Linked DNA regions of Mus musculus: regions 1, 2 and 4 are each linked to region 3. Evidence: chromatin contacts called from public promoter capture Hi-C data. All regions are on one chromosome and are shown on one strand. The core of a region is the stretch at or near the end of the contact, and the rest is flanking DNA. Distances in the headings are between cores, read along the strand shown. Region 1 holds the start of Pou6f1 (POU domain, class 6, transcription factor 1). Region 2 holds the start of Smagp (small cell adhesion glycoprotein). Region 3 holds the start of Acvr1b (activin A receptor, type 1B). Region 4 holds the start of Krt4 (keratin 4).

Region 1 (3,224 bases), core at 366-2,865, 570 kb after region 3:
AGTACACTAACAGTATGTGTTGTGTGTGTGCCTATATGTGTGAATGTGTGTGTGTTCGAGGATGAGCGGGTGTGCATGTGTTTGCGTGTGTGTACGCTCGTGGGGAATGTGTGGGGTGTGTCTCTGAGCATATGTGGGGCTGTGTAGGGTGTCTGGGGGAATGTATCTCTGTGTGGTGTGTGTGTGTGTGTGTGTGTGTGTGTGTGTGTGTGAGAGAGAGAGAGAGAGAGAGAGAGAGAGAGAGAGAGAGAGACTTTGTTGTTCAGGCTGCATCCTAATTCACAGGTTCATTCGGTTTGCTGCCTCTCCAGCAGCCGGTCCTACAGGTGGGACGGTGCCCGGCTCAGGCTACCTCTGTTTGTAAAACTAAACTGTATCGTTTGCCTAGACCGCAAATGGATGGACGCGCTGGGATAAAACCCCAAGCTTTCTGGTTCTTGACCCTTTAGTTAGTCTCACCCGCAGTGCCTCCTCCATGGCCCCAGGAAAACAGCGGACAGCCCAGCTCTGCGGCACCAGTAGCCAGCATGATGCAGGCAGCCTGGAGTGTACCTGTTGGTCAAACCCAGCCGATGCTGCTCCCCTCTCCTCCTGAGTGTGTGCTTCCACTGGAGACGTTTAAGGGACTGTCTGGCAAGGGCTCTACAGTTCATCATTTCTCCTATTGCTGCTTCTGCACGGCCTACCGAGATCATCCTAGACCACGGAAGCACGGGTGTGGGGTGAGGGCGAAGAGGGAAACACTGTTGGGAATCCACTTGGCTGCGTTGATAACGCTCTTCTCTGGTGACTCCCTTCATTCTTTCTCGCTCTCCTGGTCTTCCTTCTTTTGTCCATTATGTCCCAAACCTTCGTTCCCCTGGCCCCTAATCGGCCTCTGAGTCTCCCTCTACCTTCAAAAGTCAGTAGATATAACAAACCCTCCCCACCATCACGGTCCCCAAAACAGTGGCTTGTTTTTCTCCATCGCGTCAAACTTTGCCTTTCTTTTCACACCTTCGTGTGCTGCTTGACTAGCCCGCAGGCTGCAGGTGGGACCCCGCCCCTCCTGAAGGTGGGAAAGCGAGCTAGCTCAGCAGAGCGTCCGGGACCCTGGTCCCTCTGGGATGTGCACAGCTGCTCCGGAGACCCTGAGCCTTAGTGACGTCCGAGTTCCCTCTCCTTTACGGCCTAGAGGACAGACGTGAACTTGAGGTTGGCCGTTGAGAAGGGCAGTTGACCACCAGAGAGTCACGGTTGTCACTGCTCAATCCTCGGCTGAAGGGAAGGCGACACGGGGTCCCCTATCGAGACTCCAGTCCTGCTCTCCAAGGGGGCTGAGTCAAGCGGCCCCACAGGCCCTGGGTCCCAGTCCCCGCGAGGCCTGGGGTTCCTACCCACCCCCACGCGCAGCTCGCAGCTTCCCAGACCCCCCCTCCTTTTCCTGACCGCCGCCCCCGGCGGCTGGCGCGGGAGGTGCAGCATGCGGCAAAGCGCTTTGCATAAATTATGCTCATGACGCAGCAGCTAAAAAAATCCAAGTAGCAGAAGGAGGGAAAGGGGGGGAGGGAGGAGGGGGCGAGGAGGGGACTGCACCTGGCCGCCCCCGCCCCCGGCGTCCCGGCCCGTGCGTGGCCCGCAACCCACCGCCGCTCCGCTCTGCCAGCCCCGGCGGGGGGCTCAGGGGGCGGCGGGTCCCGAGTGGCTCCGGGCCGAGCGAGCCGGGCCGAGCCGCTCCGGCTTCTTTGTCTGCGGGCGGCCGCCCCGGCCGCGGCCCCCTGGCCCGGGCTGGGGGATGAGTGTCTAGCCGGTGGCCGCTGGGCAGCCGGGGAGCGGGAGGCTGGGCTTCGGGCTCCGGTGAGTAGCGGGGTCCGGGGCGGGGAGGGCTTTGCACGGAGGGGGAGGGGGCCGGGCAGGGGAGGTTTCGAATTTGGTTAATATGCAATGCCCGTAATTAGCATAATTTATATATTTATGATAAAGAGAGAAAAAGGCGCGGGGCCGGGGCGGCGGGCTGCGGCCCCGGAGGCTGGAGCTCTGGGAGTCGAGGGCCGCGCTCTGCCCACCTGGGGCCGCAGACCCCGGGCCGCACCCTGGTCTCCGGTCCCCGCGGACACTCGAGGAGGGGCGGCCGCTTGGGTGGACGCCCTGCCCTGGTGGGGGGCGGGGTGTCGGGGAGAGGCACGTAGAGTCCTGGATCCCGGGACGCTTGGGTTCCCTGGCGACCTGTCACCGCTACTCCGGAGAAAGGGCTGGTGGGACTCTGGGGGGCAGAGACCTCGCTGTCACTGGAAGGATGGGGGAATGGTGGGAGGGTCACCGTCGATCAGAGCGTGAGCACTTCATAAATATTTAATGACAGTATTAGTATTAATAATGTCATAAAACGGGCCCACTATCTCCTCCCGGGACATTTGCACCTGGCAAGGCTGAGGGATCTCCAGAGTGGCTTCTAAGCCACTTCAGCGCTAAGATCGCCTCCTCGGGCTTGGGTGGGAAGCCTGAAACCTTTACAGAGTAGTCGCTGCAGCTGGGCAGGAGAAAATGAAAGCCTGCTCAAAAGCTTCCCTAGGCCAAAGACAGGAAGCTCCTAGCAGACACAGAGACTGTAGCCTGTTGGCTCCCTGGCATTCCTTGCTCACAAAATAGAAGGCGGGGCCCCCAGTTCCATGCATATATACCCGTCGCTTTGGTAATCTACGACAGTCAACACTGCAAACCGGCATGCTGGGCGTGTATTCCGTTTTGATTGAAGTTTGTGAGCAGGATATTTCTGTGACTCGGGGGCCTCTTTACATATGTAAAGCAGAATCACATTCATTCCTTCTATGGTACTTCAATAAAAAAAAATCAGTGTGCGAGAGCCGCACTCAGACAAAGCCCCACCTGTCCTGGAAGGAGCAAGACAAACAAACTCGGAAAAAAACAAAAAAAAAAAAATCAGATCAGGTAAAGCCAGAGAGAGAGAAACAGAGAAGACACGCTGGTTTCTGTTTCTTCCTAGAGGCACTAACTATTTGGCAACTAAGAAAAGTAAAACTGTTGATGCACAGCTGTAACCCCAGCAGCCAGGTGTGAAACTGCAGCCGGAGGATCAAAGACTAAAGCTTGATAGTGAGACTGGGCCTTAAAAACTCAAGGCAAACAAAACAAAACCCCAAGCCAAACACCCATTTCTATAAATGTAAAACAAAAAGGGGCACTTGCGGTTTGATGGCTCAGCAGCAGGTAAAGGCATTGGCTGC
Region 2 (3,178 bases), core at 152-2,651, 540 kb after region 3:
ACAGTTGGCCCAGACATCATCCAGGAAAAAGGCAAGGACACAGAACACGGCCACCCCAGTAGAAGCACAAGGAAGCCAATAAAGCCAGGCGAAGATAAATGTCACCTGTCTCTTGTCTGCCCTGAGGTCCCTAGAGGTCTGTTGACAAAAGCATGGCTGCTTCAGTTTCCGAGGCTTAAGTTTCACTCTTGGAGAAGACTGGCTGTCCATGTGAGACCGTGTCCATCATCGATTCACTTGACTCCTTATGGAGGTCTGACACAGACGCATCCTGAGTCCCTGCTCCCCAGACTCTGGACAGTGTTGACAGGCTGCGTCTGGGTATAGACTGGGTGTCATGTGCCAACCTGTCGTGCCAGCAATACCAAAGCTGAGGCAGTGGGTCCTAACCTGAGGCCAGCTTGTGGTTTCTGGGAAACTCAGTTGTTAGCTTTACAAGGCAGTTAGGTATCTTCACTGACTAAGCTTTCTCATCAGCCCCAGCAAAGTTTTAAGTGAGCCTGCCGGTGCCGGTGGAGGCCAGAAGAGGGCATCAAGATCTCCTGAAACTGAATCACAGGACGTTGTGAACTACTGGGAGCCTTTCTCCAGCTAACCCCTCTCCCCCCCTCCCCCGCCCCCCAAAGCAACTTTTAAAGGTTATATTTTAAAGAAAAAAAAAAAAAAAGACATGAAAGCCAAGTGTGGTTGGTCAGGTCCGACCCTCAGTGAGCTACCCAGGTAACCTGGCCAGTGTTTTTTGAGCACATTATCATGTGCTAGGTGAGGTTCTAGGCAACTCATTGGAGCTCCGCAATAACCCTAACCCTGAGTTCACACAGCTTTGCCCAAAGAATCAGAAGTAACCTGCGCTAGCTTACACAGCGGGACCACCTCCAGAGCCTGTTATATAGAATTATTGCCTCTTAGTCAACGAGTTCCTCTAGTTAATTTGGGAGCATTTCCTGTCACTGACGTGAGTCCAACTGCTGCTAAAGTACAGCACTGATGAATATTTAAATCAAGGCGCTTGCCTCGGGCTAGGACCAAGGCTGTAAAACGGCCTTACGGGAATTGCCACTTTCAGTCCCCATTTTAGGGATGAGGAAACCGACTACTGAGGTGTTCAGGAATGTGCCCACAGCCACCCAGCTGGCAAGCACTTACGCTGGAGCTTTTAATCCTAAACAGCCCACAGCCACACCTCCTACCCTCTCCACGCTCCACCGCCTCCTGGGAAGGTCGCACGCGGAAGGTCCAGGTGGCCCCGGGAGGTGCTCGGCTAAGTCGCCCCGAAGTCGCGGACTCCAGAGGGCCCACGCGTGACTGAGCTCCCGCGGGACACGCCCCTCGCTCGCCCTACAGCTGGCGCTGCCGACCCCGGCCGAGCCCGGCACGGGGGCGGAGCGGCTCCGGACAGTGGCCTTTCCTCCCGGGGGAACCTGCTGAGGGCGGCCCCGAGCTCCTTCCTGTCCCTCCCACCGCGGTCCGGGCTCGGCGGCCGCTCGGCGCGGGGTCCCGGGCGCGGCTCCGGCGACTCTCGGCCGCTCCCACCCCGGCGAGTTCAAAAGGACGCGCGGCGCCCGGCCCTGCCCGCCCGTCGGACTGGAAAGGTGAGCGCGCTGCGCGGAAGCCCGGAGCCCGCACTCGGCCGCCGCGCGCCTGCGACCTGACCCGCACGGGTACTGCGCGGCTGCAGGGACACTCGACGGCCAGGGCGCGGGCCCGGGGCACGCGGGATCCCCGGGGAGCGGGGCGCACCCAGCGGACGGCTCGGCGGGGCTCCTGGCCCTGGAAGCCCAGGTAATGCAGGTGGCTAAGGGACCCGGATCGCTCATGGGCGCAACCGGGCCGACCCTTGCTTAACTTTCCCAGGCCTGGGGAAAGGGTCACCAACGCCACCCATTCCCCGACCCTGCGACCAGGGTCAGCTCTTGGGGGAAGGATTTGTTTATGGAAGCTGATTAGAACCGAAAGGAAGAGAGTGGATATATCCAGGGGAAGGGACTCGGGGAAAACCTGGCGCCCGAGGCTCTCCTGGGATCTACAAGCCCTGCGACCTCAGGAGCCCGTCCACCTCATTCTTGTCCGTCCTTCTTCCCACAGATCTGACCCTACGAAATAGCCTGCCCTCAGCAACGATGAACAACCTACCGGCCACACCTTCTCCTGAAGGTAGGTGATGAAAGTTATGGAGTAGGGGGGCTGTTTAAGAATTCCCACCCCAGAACAGGTCTTGGAATTCCGCGAGGCCTCACTCAGTGTAGACTGGAAGACTCACCCATCCCCACCCCACTCCACCCCACCCTACCCCTACCAACCCGCTGTCGGGCCTCACGCAGGAAAAAGCTCCAAGAAAACAGAATTCAACTTCAGTGTGCCCTTTTGCGCTATTTTATTCTCAAGTCTGGACCGGACCAATTCCAAGCACTGCGAGTCACCTGGGTTTAGGAAGTTCTTTGATGCCCAAAGGAGCCATTTTTACATTCACCCCAGTAGTTAAGTAAAGGAGAAAGGGAATCTTCTAAAGATAACCGGGAGGACTCGTGATGTCGCTTAATTGGTAGAGAACTTGAGATGAAACCCATTTTGATGGCTTGTGCCTGCAGTCCCTGCAACTTGGGACGTAGAGGCGGGAGTACCAGAAACTCAAGGTTATCCTCAGCTAAATAGTGAATTTAAGTCTAGCCTGGGCTAGAGGGATGTGGGGTGTGTTTAAAAATTCTAGGAGCCAGGTGGTGAATTGAGTCTCACCTTTCCTTTCCTAATCAGGCTGGTTCTGGCGCGCTGACGGATATTTACATATTAATTGGTTTCACCTTGTGCCAGCCTGGGTGTGGGAGGAACTAACTTGTTTTCTTATGTATAGAACAAACGTTCACTTTGAGGGACACTGTTTTTTGCTGATATGAAGTTCGGGGAGGGAGAACCCGGGGAAGGCAAAATCTGAGGCAGTTTCTCCTGGAACTAGTGGAGCACGTGATTCAGACTGCTGCTTGGTGAGAAGTGGTGGGCAAAGAGGAACGGAGGACAGCCCTTCAGGCTGGTGGGTAAAGGCTCTGGAGTGGGAGGCGAGCTTTGCAACAAAGTCTCTAGAAGAGTGAAGTGAGGCTCAGTGTTTACCCCTTCCCGTCTGGTTATTTCATCTAGCACAATACTTCAAGGGACATCCATGCCGTCTGTTCTGGTTGACATTTGC
Region 3 (3,167 bases), core at 35-2,534:
TGCCAAAGCACATTTGAGAATACTACCAGATGAAATATTTTAGGGTTTCACCGGCTCTTCCCAGCCTCACAAGCCTCATAAACAACACAGCCGGTGTAGTGTCCCACAGAAACGTCTCCACCTCTGTACTGGGAAAGGTGGGGGTGGGCCTGGCCACACAAGGCCCTTAAGGCTGGAAGGTAAGGGGTGTGTGTGGAGGGTGGGTGCCGGGAGGAGGGACTGTGTGTCAAGGCAAAAGTACTGACCAAGGGCCAGGGAGACGGTCCAACCGTGGGGGTCTTTAAATAATTGGGGGTGGGGGGGTTGGAAGCAGTTTTCAGGATCTCACCTGAAAAGCATCCTCGGAGTGATTAACTGAATGGGCCCCCTGGGGCGGGGTGGGGGAGGTGAGGAGGCATGCAAACACACATACACCTAGATTCAGATTAACAGCTGGGGAACTAGGTTTTCACAGGGTTGGAATGGCTCTGAGGCCAATCTCCAAAAAGGTTTAGGGGCCTGCTCGCCCCATTTCCTCCAAACAGCGTCTACAGGCATGGATATCCGAGGTGGGTGGGAGGGGGGTGCCCTGCAGAACCCAAGGAGCTGAGCGAAAGAAGGGGGAATGTGACTCCGGTGCCTAGACCATCAGGGTGGCAGGGGAAAGAGGGTAGGGGCACCCCATGATGAAGGGAGGCTTAGAGACCCCTACCCTCCTAGCCTAGGGTACGCATAGGCTCTCGGCAACAGAACACATCGGAGAAACAAGCCCCCCATCGTCGAACCCCACAATCTTGGCGGGAGAAAAGGCGCCCCCAGGAGCATCTGCTGGCAGGGAATAACCCCCCTCGCACGGACGCGCTGAAGGGCAGGAGCCAGGGACCTCCACATCTCGAGGAAGCCTGGGGTGGGAGCGGAGGGTGCAGGAGGCGCGACCCCCTGGGCGCCCCGGTCGGGCTCCGTCTGGAAGAGCGCGCGGGTCCCCAAGGCTGACCCAGCGCCACCCCGGCCCTCCGCGCCCCCCGCCCGGCCATATTGCGCGGCTGGGGAGGGGGCGCGCCCGAGCCCCACGGCGAGCGCGAGGCCTCGCCTGGCCGTCTGTATCCCGCGCCCCCCCCCCCCATCCCCGCCCCGGACTCACCCTGGATCCCCCGGGGCCCGGACCCGCCGCTGCCGGCGAGCAGGAGGACAACAAGGGGGAAGAAGGAGGAGGCTCCGGCCGACTCCGCCATAGTAACCGCCGCCGCAGCCCAGCAGCGCCCAGCGCGCGCGCGCGCCCCCGGCGCCTCTCTCCCTCCCTCCCTCCCTCCTCCCGCCCGCCCGCGCGCGCCCGGCTCCTTCGCTCCGCGCCGGCACGTGAGCTCCCGGGAGCCGGTGCGGCCGCCGCCGCGCGCGCCCCCGAAGGGCGGGGCCGGGTGCGCGCGTGCGCCCGCCTTAAAGGGGAGGGTCCCTGTTAAAGGGGCGGAGGCTCTCGCCTCGGCCAACCTCGCGCACCCGTGCGGAGCTGAGCCGAAAGCGGGGGAGGCCGGGTCCGCCGACCGACAGTCTCCCTCCTCCCTCCGCGGAGTGGCCGCGCCGGCGCCCGTCCTCCTTCCTTCCCCCAGCCCCGACCCTCCGGCCCGTTGTGTCCCGCTGGGTTCGTCGCCAGAGTCTCCTGACCGGCGTCCCCTCGAGGCTCCCTCCCGCTGCAGCGAGCTGGACACAACTACCTGTGCGAGCGAGCGTCTGTGTTTTCGAAATGTAGCTAGGCTGGCACGGCTGACAGCCTTGGTGAGGGTGCTGGCCAGGTAGAACCATTTTGGGAAACAATGTGACAGCACCTATCAGACAGCTTCACAAAACGCATTGCATTTGCCCGGCATTTCCTCCTGTCTGTCTTCAGGAAATAATGAGGCTAAATATTTACGCAAAATGTTCCCTTGCTTATTTATCATTGGAAAAAGCTGGAAACTAGAGAAGCAATCATAGAAGCTTAGATAAACTGTGGCTCACTCATGTGAAGGAGCACTAGTGATTAAAAATCGGTTTACAAAAACTAATGGCGCGAGGAAATGTTACTCCATGTTAAATGAAAATGTAAACACCAACCTTTACAATAAATTTTTGTGGATGATATGTATGCATGTATGCGTAGGAGAAAAGGGAACGATATTACTCAATATTACTACTAAGGTTTTCAGTTTGTTTTTGAGACAGAGTCTTATTATGTTGTCCAGGCTGGCCTCAAACTCACTGAGAACTGCCTGTTTCTGCTTCTCAAGTGCTGGGTCTAAAGGTGTGTGTGCCACAGAGGCAGGCTGAAATAATTTTTTGTTTCTCCTTTAAGTATTCCAGTAACTTCTAAATAGTTTCCAGATAAACATTACTTTCAAACCTAGTAGGAAATACTTATAAAAGGCAAATGATCCCGTATCTTTCTGAAGAGCTCACAAGAGACTTTGGGATCTGTATTCTGCTTCTGATAACCAACTAGGAGAAAACAGGCAACATCTTAGCCTTTCAAAGTCATAGATAGTTTCATGTGTGAGACCAAGGGATAGAGAAGACCGTCAAGAAGGAGGGAGGGAGGAGAGGCAGGCAGATCTCTTGAGTTCTGGGACAGTGTGGTCTACAGAGTGAGTCCCAGAAGAGCCAGGACTACTCAGAGAAACCTGTCTCAAAAACAAACAAACAAACAAAAAACCCAAACCAACCAACAAACAAACAAAGGTGGGGGGCGCTGTTCTGACATCTTACCTTATAATTGTCTCCAACACAAAGAACCCAAGGAAAACAGGACTTCTGGTCTCATTCCCCAGGTACAACACACAAACACACACAAGTAGAAAGTCAAACTGGTGCTTAGTGCATAGCTGGGTAAATAAACACCACCATTTTTATTCTTTTTACCCTCAATCATGACCTGCCCCCCAAAAGTAGCCTACTTCTCCAAGTCTGTCTTACTGGTCTACCCAACTATGCTGTATCTATCCTCCTTTAGGCCCCCAGCTGTGGTCCAACAGTACTGAGGGCCACTGGACCAAAGTTGGCATTACATAACAAATTTATTCTCTGTTTACTCTGAAGCTTAGAAACCCCAAATCACTTGGCCACGTTCCATCAAACTCTTCAGAAATGACTCCTTCCCTTTGAGCTTCCGGTAGTTCCCAGAATCCTTGGTGCCCCATCTTCACATGGCAGTCTTCTCT
Region 4 (3,131 bases), core at 591-3,090, 750 kb before region 3:
TTGACATGACCATCGACCATGTCATTTCTCCTAAGTTGGGAAGAATTGCAGTCTCAGGTACAAGACTCAGAGACGCGGCATGCATCCCCCTAGGCTTCATCTGGCAAAATCCCTGTCAGGGCCTTAGCACCTATGGAGAACAGAGATAAGATGTGGAGATCTGTGCAGAGAGAATCGAGGAACAGAGGTGGCTCTCAGAACACCCCCTCAGGTGGCCCTTGACATCTAGAGCTGTTGTTACCTTCCTGACAAGACATGCCTACTCCCAGACTAGGGTAGACACACAAAGACCTGATTGCCAGTGTCCCACAGTCCCCTTGAATCACAGAGATTGGCACTGTGGGTGGAGGGGCAACACCTCTATGCTCTGCGGTGCTTACCTGCTCCAGCTTTGGCTGCCTATGTGATGGGTCTAGGTTCTAGTAGGTTTACAGTGGCCAGCTGGACAGTGACAGGACAGTGGTGGAGGGGAGACCTGGAGGACTGTTGGTTGGGCTCTTGGACTGTCTTCTGGCCTTTGCTGTAGCTCCATCCCTAGGGCCTGACCTGTGCTCACCCTCACCCTGAGTTCTCTGTGTATCAAGGAAGCTTTTGGGGGACATGGGTGTGATTCAGGCAGGTGGGATTATCCATGTGCTGGTGGTTGCTCTTTCTCACCTCTGGGTCATTTTCTCAATGATGGAGGGAGGAGGAAACTCAGATGTATTGGATTTCCTAGTCCCTGGACAGGATGAGAGCGGATGCCTGTTTGTCTCCAGTGTACTAGGCACCTTGGATATATTGTCTTATCTATGCATAGGAACATGTCTTATTTTATTTATAAAGTGAGTTGGCTGGTCTCAGAGGTATCAGATGGCCCACCCCAGACTGCATAATTAGTGAGAGATGAATAGACTCTGTATAGGCCAGTTCTGCTCAGTTAGGAGAAATCCAAGTTCTGGGAGTAAAACTATGATTTTGTATCTCGCACATGGCCCTGAATGACCACCAGTCTGCCAAAGCAATACTCAGCATCAAGAATGTTAGGAATCTCTTTCCAGAATTCTGGGACCACTTCAGAAAAAACAAAACAAAACAAACAAACAAGCATACAAACCAACCCAGACGTGCTGTGTTCTGGGGAAGCCCTGTAAGCCCAGGGTGGCTATGGGCCACACGGTAGAATCCCATCCAGGAGTTTCTTTGGGTCTTGGTTGGAAAGGCTACCAGGCTGGAACTGTAAGAGAAGAGCCTTGTTTCATAGGTGAACAAGTGGCCAGGGACACACAGAGGATAAGAATGATGGACACAGGCATAAGAGTTGATGCTGACAGCTTGCCAAGCTCCCATCCAAGATCACAATCTCTTTTGTATTGAAAGGAAAAGTAAATATTTGCATTCTTTCCAATTTATGAGTCCCTGGGCTGAGCTCAGGGAGCAGCTTGCACACACAGGTCAGGGTGCATAGCCTGGCAATGGCAGGCTGTGCCCTAGAACCCAGGCTCTCAGGTTCCAGGGTCTGTGGCATGCAAGTAGGGGTGATCAGACTAGGTGTCTGTAGCAGGAGCCCCATGAGGCTGGGAAAGAAGGAGGAAGGGCAGTGGGGCCTTGCAAGTCTGAGTCAGGTGGGCAGTGATACAGGAGGCCCTGGGGCACTGGCTCAGCGAGGGATGAGACCGTAAGCTGTGCCCTCCCAGTGACTTTTCTAGGTGTGCTTAGTGACATGTTCAGCAGGTGCAAGAGAGATGGGCCGTTGCCAAAGGCCCAGCCCAGAGATACTTCGGATTTTTCCCTTTATGCCCCTGCAACCAAGCCCTGCTGCTCCAGCGCATATAAGCCACAAGGGCCGAGGGTTCTGGCATTCAGGATCTGGCCTTTGCTTCGCTTCTGTTCTAAGCTCGTTGCAGCTGCCTCCTCTCTCAGCCATGATCGCCAGACAGTCAAGTGTCCGCGGAGCCTCCCGGGGCTTTAGCAGTGGCTCAGCTATTGCTGGTGGTGTCAAGCGAGTGGCCTTTAGCTCAGGCTCCATGTCTGGCGGTGCAGGGCGCTGCTCTTCTGGGGGCTTCGGCAGCAGAAGTCTTTACAACCTCGGGGGTCACAAGAGTATCTCCATGAGCGTGGCTGGGTCCTGCCAAGGCGGCGGCTATGGGGGTGCCGGAGGCTTCGGCGTTGGAGGATACGGTGCTGGGTTTGGTGCCGGTGGTTTTGGCGGTGGCTTTGGAGGCTCCTTCAACGGTCGAGGAGGTCCTGGCTTCCCAGTCTGTCCTGCTGGAGGTATTCAGGAAGTCACCATCAACCAGAGCCTGCTGACACCTCTTCAGGTGGAGATTGACCCAGAGATCCAGAAAATCCGCACGGCGGAGCGTGAGCAGATCAAGACCCTCAACAACAAATTCGCGTCCTTCATCGATAAGGCGAGTGAGCCTGATCTTTGCAGAGGGTGGTGGAGTGCGGGGTTTCTAAGCCCTGGGCCCTGGGTCTTAGCCAGGAAGTCACCTCATACCTACTTCTGACTCTGGGTGAAACCCCTCGTCTCTGAGGATGCTTGAAGAGCAGAGGAGGTACTCTTTGCTTTTTCTAGCCCAGATTCCATTTTTTAAAAAGGCAAAACCTGGAGATCTTTTCTATGTAGCCCAATTGTAGGCATGCATCATAGAATCTGGTTACCCAGAAATCTATGGCTAGGGGCCAATGCAGTGCTCTAGCCCAGGCTGTTCTAGGTTGCTGGGCATCAAGGTTTTGGTTCCTTTAGGTGTTTGAGGCAAGAGTGAACCCCTTGGAGGAGGATGAGTGGCTACACTGGCTTGAACGAGCCTGTAGTAGCTCCTGGAGGCTTTACCGTGACCCTGGGAGTACAGACTTGAACGTTAGACTAAGAGTTTTCTGTGCTTGTTGGCAGTATTTCCTTTCATCTCAGCCTTTGAGTTCAGAAGGCAGGAGTTTTGCTGCTTGAATGTAACATGGAGATGCTCTGCCAACCACTCCTTTAGCTGGCCCGGCTGGGTGCGTTAGAGAGAGAAGGCTCCAGGAAGTCCATGCCAGGATGGATTCCAGCTGAGTCTTAGAACATGTCTGGGCCATTTGTAGTTAGAGTTAATCGTATACAGATTCAGGAGACAAGGTTTTCCTCTGTAGCTCATATCGGCTTCAGA

What was found. Promoter capture Hi-C pulls out the DNA fragments that hold promoters and counts their contacts.
Region 1: a contact with region 3 is called in a promoter capture Hi-C map of pre-B cells, with 3 times the contacts expected there. The contact joins the promoter of Pou6f1 here to the promoter of Acvr1b in region 3. A contact is called at or near these places in 6 of 39 promoter capture datasets (the 3T3-L1 cell line, the C10 cell line, hippocampal neurons and 2 more), 1 of 15 datasets of contacts at CTCF or cohesin (the NIH/3T3 cell line) and 1 of 9 other capture datasets (adipose tissue).
Region 2: a contact with region 3 is called in a promoter capture Hi-C map of liver, with 3 times the contacts expected there. The contact joins the promoter of Smagp here to the promoter of Acvr1b in region 3. A contact is called at or near these places in 6 of 39 promoter capture datasets (the 3T3-L1 cell line, 3T3-L1-derived adipocytes, hippocampal neurons and 2 more) and 2 of 115 datasets of contacts at active chromatin or transcription factors (embryonic stem cells and pancreatic cancer cells).
Region 4: a promoter capture Hi-C map of liver shows a contact between it and region 3, with 2.2 times the contacts expected there. The contact joins the promoter of Krt4 here to the promoter of Acvr1b in region 3. A contact is called at or near these places in 3 of 39 promoter capture datasets (the 3T3-L1 cell line, liver and pre-B cells) and 1 of 115 datasets of contacts at active chromatin or transcription factors (pancreatic cancer cells).

The regions. Positions count from the first base shown.
Region 1 is chr15:100,598,375-100,601,598 of GRCm38.p6, reverse strand. It overlaps Pou6f1 (POU domain, class 6, transcription factor 1), which reads left to right and starts at 1,615. Exons shown (of 11, transcript NM_001304965.1): 1 at 1,615-1,836.
Region 2 is chr15:100,635,163-100,638,340 of GRCm38.p6, reverse strand. Smagp (small cell adhesion glycoprotein) reads left to right here and starts at 1,401. Exons shown (of 4, transcript NM_174992.4): 1 at 1,401-1,782; 2 at 2,086-2,154. The coding sequence starts at 2,121.
Region 3 is chr15:101,172,189-101,175,355 of GRCm38.p6, reverse strand. Acvr1b (activin A receptor, type 1B) reads right to left here and starts at 1,284. Exons shown (of 9, transcript NM_007395.4): 1 at 1,121-1,284. The coding sequence starts at 1,211.
Region 4 is chr15:101,923,444-101,926,574 of GRCm38.p6, reverse strand. Krt4 (keratin 4) reads left to right here and starts at 1,840. Exons shown (of 9, transcript NM_008475.2): 1 at 1,840-2,393. The coding sequence starts at 1,905.